2 separate regions of the Gossypium hirsutum genome follow, and region 2 is linked to region 1. A link is a contact called in public Hi-C data. All regions are on one chromosome and are shown on one strand. The core of a region is the stretch at or near the end of the contact, and the rest is flanking DNA. Distances in the headings are between cores, read along the strand shown.

Evidence for each region. Hi-C and Micro-C count contacts between places; a contact is called where the count stands out from the background.
Region 2: a Hi-C map of leaf shows a contact between it and region 1, with 2.2 times the contacts expected there. The contact joins the enhancer-like site here to the promoter of LOC107886710 in region 1. A contact is called at or near these places in 3 of 34 Hi-C or Micro-C datasets (leaf and petal).

The regions. Positions count from the first base shown.
Region 1 is chrA03:103,706,733-103,710,010 of Gossypium_hirsutum_v2.1, forward strand. LOC107886710 (DExH-box ATP-dependent RNA helicase DExH5, mitochondrial) reads right to left here and starts at 1,635. Exons shown (of 17, transcript XM_041100257.1): 1 at 1,108-1,635. The coding sequence starts at 1,536.
Region 2 is chrA03:103,822,352-103,825,629 of Gossypium_hirsutum_v2.1, forward strand. No RefSeq gene overlaps it. Among protein-coding and RNA genes, the nearest start is that of LOC107888111, 8.7 kb to the left of the region's middle. Within about 2 kb of position 1,475, at least 7 of the 9 cell types and tissues checked have an H3K27ac peak or open chromatin away from gene starts, as enhancers often do. A contact at or near this core is called in leaf, where this site is marked.

The DNA of each region.
Region 1 (3,278 bases), core at 385-2,884:
ATGAAAGAAAAATGAAAAATGAGTACTAAGAATTGGTTAATAAGTTTTAGATGCGTTGTATACTTCACATGTGACATTGCCACTTTGTTTGGATTGCCAAACAACTAGATGAAGAAACTTCAACACAAGGAAATATGATTACATACAGCTGTGCAGGAATTCAGAGAGTTTAGGATGAATATAGAAAGGGTAATATGCACGTACTTTAAAATGTCTTTTGGCTTTCCTTTCCCTCTTTTCCGACCAATTTGGGGAATTGAAACATCACATTTGTTAGGGAAAAGGATGATATAGGTAATTCCTGGCTTAAGCTTACTCTACTCTAAAAGTTATCCAAACAAGAGGGAAACAAAGTGTCCCCCCTTTCCCCACTTCCCTTTCATGCCTATCTTCTCAATCCAAACATAATGTTAATGTGACCAAGCCACACACGATGGGCTTTAGCATAGTATTAGTCTTGAGTTTATTAGGAGTGATATTTAGAGTGAAATTCACTTGGTTATAATCTTAAATTTTATCCTCATGCATGGTTGCACATAGGTCAAAGCCATAATCTGAGGACATTTCAGTCCAAAAAGGTATCCAGATAAGCTATTCAGAACAAGCATATTAGTAATCCTCAGCAACAATATTTTCAATTAATCATATATAACTCCAAACTGAAAGTGCTCGCCACTCATTTTACTTTTTTTAGCTCCATCAAATGTTCACCATTTGAAATATTAAAAGGACGGCTTAAATGGTTACTTTTTCTTATTGATCCCAAGTCAAAGGCCCAGAAGCAATGCAATGCCTCAAGAACTTTCAGAAAGGCATGCAGTTCTGACCTACGGAAATCATATCCCAATTCCACTTACTTTACTTCTAAAGCCAGGAAATATTTTCAACTTGTTTTCTCATTACCAGAAATCGGAAACCTTCATTGCTATGAATATGAGAAACGAACCACATAAAGTGTGATATCTTTTAAAACAAAGAATTAAATTAGCCTAACCCGACGCCAATAAACAAGAATTTAATTTCCGCCAATAAACAATCAAACACAAGAACTTCATTTTACAGGAAAAATTGCCGAATGGAAATATGTTAAGTATGAAGAGAACTAACCGACTGCAAAGACAAATCCAGCTGGCGATCAGAGACATTCTCGGAAATCCCCAGACAGTAAGCCGAATTATACTGTGCATTTTGATTATTACTGCTTTTACTACCATTATTGTTATTATAAGTCCCTTGCTGTTGCTGTTGCTGTTGTAAGTGTGGCAAAGAAGGAGGAGAAGCAGTGCCCTTAGCGTTCAAAATGGGTGTGTTTTGGTGGTCGCGAAGCTTGGAGAGAATCGCGGGGGCGGAGGAGTTCTTGGTAGCATTTTGGTTGTTAGGAGATGAGATGAGACGGTGGTGGGGAGGGACGTAGACGGCGCCGTACAAGGACGGAGGCCGATCCTTCATCGTCGGAGAAAAGAGTGAGGGTTTTATGGTGTGGGTGAGAAATTGTGAAGAGAAAGGAAGGAAATGCGGAGAGTAAGAGGGGGGCATTCACGGTAAGCTCCAAAGGTTTTAGATTCTTTCTTTGGTTGGTAAAATTGCGTTTGCTTTTTGTTTTATACTAGAATTAACTCTATGCTGACTCACGCTCGGGCTTCTTAGATTTCTTTCAGATCAAAATATACTGTTAGTTTCTTACTCAAAATATAGGTTAAATTCTGCTATTAATATATATATATGCATATTTAGTTATGGATTTAATTTTTATATTTTAATTTAGTTATTTTAATTTTTATATTTTTTAAATTTAAAATTCACACCCTAAATTTATTAAGTTATATTTTATTAATTTTAAAATTCGATGCGATAAATAGGGCAAAACCAAAAATATCTTTTAAATAGCTGAAATTAAATTATAATTTTTACGATACTAAAAATTTAATTTTACTATTTTAATAGCCTATATTTTTATAATTTTTAAATGATCAAATTAAATTTGTATCATTTTTAGAGATGCCAAAGTACAATTTTACATGTACTATTTTAAAATTTTTAAAGGACTTAAATGGAAATTTTTTTATTTCAGGGGGGTCAGGAGCCTTATCAGCCCCTAGTTATGCCACTGGCGACAAACATATTACCATATATATAATGTCATGTCAGCTAATTATTTTCACATATTATTCGCTAAAATCCAGTTAATAGATTAACGATTGTCATTTTCATAAAAACTGAAATTTCAAATTCTGAAATTTCAAATTTTGAAAAGTATAGGGAATTGGAATGATCCAATTGGAGAATATTGAGCAAATCTATAATTGTAAGCATACTACAAAATTAGTAATTTAATTTAACCAAACGAAATTTGATGTTATTGTTTGAGTCAGATTAAAAATCAAAATTCAAAAAGTATAAGAATTAAAAGTTACCAATTCGTAAAGCACAAAAACTATAATTAATCAAATTAAGTATAGAAACTAAATTTATAACTTTCACAAAGTACATAAACAAATCGCGGAATTTAACCTAATATATATATGGTGCACATGAATAAAAGACAACTAAGTAAAATATATTTTAAAAGTAAGTTAATATTTACAGCGACTCCTGAACTCAGCAATTTGTAACTATTTGGTACCTAATTTTTTTTTGACATAATTGGCAACTAAACTTGGAAACCGTAAGCCAAGTTGCTACATTTTATTAGCACCTGAATAACACTATTAGATTTTGGGTTGGAAGACAATAGAATATTGAAACGTGTCTTAAAAATAATATATATATTGCATTATTTAAAAAAGTAAAAAAATAAGAATTTTTTTTAATTTTACGTCCATAATGAACCTAAATAGTTGGTTATCCAAATTCTTTTTTCCAAGTTCAATGTGCAAATGAAATCAATCGGGCTACAAAGGAGGAAGACTAATTAGGTGGAAGCAGTGGATGAAGAGGACAAGTGTTACATTCATTGTCGAGGCAACTATGACCTTTCAAAAATCAATTAAGCATTTTATAGAAATTATTAAACTCATAACACACTTAAAATAAATTTTATGCATTATTCCAAGCTTACAACAAGCTAATGAAATCTTTCTAAGTGACCAAAGGATGAAGGTCCAAAACATAGGAAGCTTGTCGTGACTTCAAGGTATCCCACGTCACGACGTCCTTAGCTCATCGCGACCTCGAGAGGTTTCACATTGCGTCGTGACTCTTTGACTCAAGCTCATTGATCTGCCACAAATTTATGTGCCAAATTGGGGCCTGTTTGTTACTTGACGAGCTTGTTTTCA
Region 2 (3,278 bases), core at 225-2,724, 120 kb after region 1:
AGTTATGGAAAATCTCAAATATAAAGTAAAAAAAATCAATTTTATTTCATTTTAATAGTATTGTTTGCCAAATTATGTTTTATTAAGGTAAAAAACATATTAAATTAATTATGAATTTTTTTGTTGAATTTTTATATTTATATATATACTATAAAATTGTAGAATTTTCACATTTGTTTAATTATTGGGAGATTACCGTACAACCAAAATGCCATGGGATCAAAACCCTAGGATGAAGCCAAAATGAACCCCAAACTTAAACTAAAACAATAACCTTAAAACAAAAGCAAATCTAAACCCAAACCTAAAACCTAAGTCGAAACCCAAAACTTATAGCTTTTAAAACCACCAAAATTTTGAAAGAGCATTTAGTTTTGATTGCTTAAAATGAGCCAAAAAGTAATGGAAATTTTAAAATATAGAGTACAATTTTTTTGAATTTATTTCATTTTAATATTATTGTTGGCCAAATTATGTTTTATTAAGGCAAACAACATATTAAATTAATTGTCAAATTTTATTTTGAATTTTTATTTTTATACATATTACAAAATTGTAGAAGTTTCATAGTTGTTTAGTTACTCAAGAGATTACCACCCAATAGAAAGGAATCGAAACCCTAAAACGAAGCCAAAACATAAATCTCACACTACAACTAAAATCATAACCCTAAATAAAAAGTAAATCTAAAAATCTAAACCAAAACCCTATATTGAAACTTAAGTCGAAATCCCAAATTTACGACTTTCAACAAATTTAGGTAACTAAATTTAAGGCTTTCTAAAGCCTTATATTGTTTCTCATTTTGACTCGTGAGATGATTTCTATTGTATGAAATGCAATTTTTTCATTTGTATGTTTTCCAAGCCAAATTTTATTATGTGTTAAAAGAACTAAGCTCCTAAAGTCGCCTACTTGAAACAAAACATTTTGAAATTCTTGGTAAGTTGTGACAATTTTCAATGTTTTGGGCCTCAAAATCTTAGGCTTTAAATTTCTCATTTTGATAAAAAATTAACTTGTTTTAGAATTACATTTAAACATTAAATTAATATTCTTTAAACAGCTAAAATTTTGAAAGAGCATTGAGCTAAAAATTCATGGAAGTTCTAAAATATAGAGTAAATTTTTTTTTAATTTTACTTTATTTTAATATTATTGTTGGATAAATTATGTTTTATTAAGGTAAATAACATATTAAATTAATCTTGAATTTTTATTTTATTTTTATATTTATATATTACAAAATTATAAAATTTTGACAATTATTTAATTACTCAAAAGATTACCGCACAACCGAAATATCATAAAATTGAGTATTAAAATATGCTGAGAGAATTTGACATTAAATAAAACAATTAATATTATATTAAGAATATGATAACTTTTTAAAATGGATTACTACAGATGATTTATTAAAAACTGAGCAACACCCATCTCGATTAGGAGAGACACCCAACATCAATAATAAAGTCTTCTCTCTTATCTGACCTCCCCGCCAACATCCCCCCATTCCCCACCTTTCCTTTCTCTGTAAGTAACCAAATATCTTCTCAATTTACCTTTGGATTTGTTTGTAAAGGTAAGGCCGTCTCTGTCTGCTAGCAATTTACATTCTGTGTTGCCTGCCTTTCTTTTTCTTTCCAAAGTCTCTGTTACCATTTTCATCTCTTTTATGGAAAAATTTTAAGGACATTGTCGGATATTTCCTTTTAATTTCCATTTTCTCATCCATTTCTTATGCTCTTGCTAAACCGTTGTTCAATTTACTTGGTTGAGTTACTAGTATGATGTTCTTATATATACCTTATGGTAATTATTTGTTTTGAACAGGACTTTGCAACTGTTGTTTTCTAACAGATAGGTTTGCACATGTCTTTGATTCAATTTCGTCTTTCTCTGTCTTTCTCTACCAGCAGTATGGCGGATTTGCGCTCCTTTTCAACTAAAGAATTTTATTGGCTCGCATCATGCTTTTGGGGCATCATCACCTGCAAACTAGTAAGTAGTCCAATATGCTTTTGCTTTTATCAACGACATTTTTGGTGGATTGGAATTTTTTTCAGCTCTTTCTTCTTCGTAGATTTCGGTCAAATTCAATGGCTTTTATTAATCTTCTTTTTCATTTCCATCTTTTATAAATTCAATACACTCTAATCTTGGCACTCGGTAAACCATCCTCAGCCTTATCTAGTTCGTGTTACTTAAAATTTGTTCCTAAATCTTGTTGATAGATTTGCTCCATTGGTAGCTTTTTTTTTTCTAGGAATGGTAATAATTATGGTTGTATAAAATTGCTTAGAATCATATTCGGCCAGTTTCTGCCATTTATTTTTATCAAGAATTTAGGAATAGGCTTTGAAATTGGCAATTAAGAAAAAGAGAATGGCTGTGAATAGTACCTTAAAGCAGAGAGGAAGAATAGGTTGGTTGAGAAAAAAATGGTTTGGCACCAACAATGATGCAACTAAATTGTACTGACGCTCATAAAAGACCTGCCTTCCCGAGATTCTATCCTCAAATGAAGCATAAAAGGGTTTGGGAAACTTAGGATAAGACAGCTTTACACTGACGACTAAAAGACCCTGGTAGTGGTTCCACTTTTGGACCTGTATCTTTGAATTTTGGGTCAAAGTTATCCATATCTACATTTGCTGTCCATGCCCAAGTTGGAGTAGTTTATTAGGTTTGTTCTAAGTTGCCAAAGTTTGTGGACTATTTAGGGAAATTAGCGAAACCAACTGAAGATTAGATTTAAACCATTTTATCTTAGGTTGATCTATTTAGAACTACCTATAACTGCAGTATTAGGTTTGTCATCAGTACAACAGAATTCACATTTCACTTTTAGAATACAGAATGTACATATTTATCTAATTTCTGATACTCAGATTCAGATATTCTTACAGTGGGAGTATTTAAAATTTCCAAACAAAAGAATCATGCATTGGAAACATAATGCAATTCTATCATTAAATATCATAAGTTGGCTTTAGCTTTAGAAGTAAATTGAGTAGCTGCATAAGAATTTCCTTTTTATATAGTAATGGTAATTTCACTTCTCTTTTTGGGTCTATGTTGAAATGTTTACAAGATTAATGCAACCTATTGAGTTATATGTCTTTTTAAACTATGTTACCTAGACTCTTCATATTTTTTTTCTAAAATATGATGATCTAAATATATGGAAAAACTTTAAAAGGTTTAGTATACCCATGTTGGACGCATCCTTATATTGTATCTGACACTGACCCTCGATTCTAAGTAACAGCCTTTTA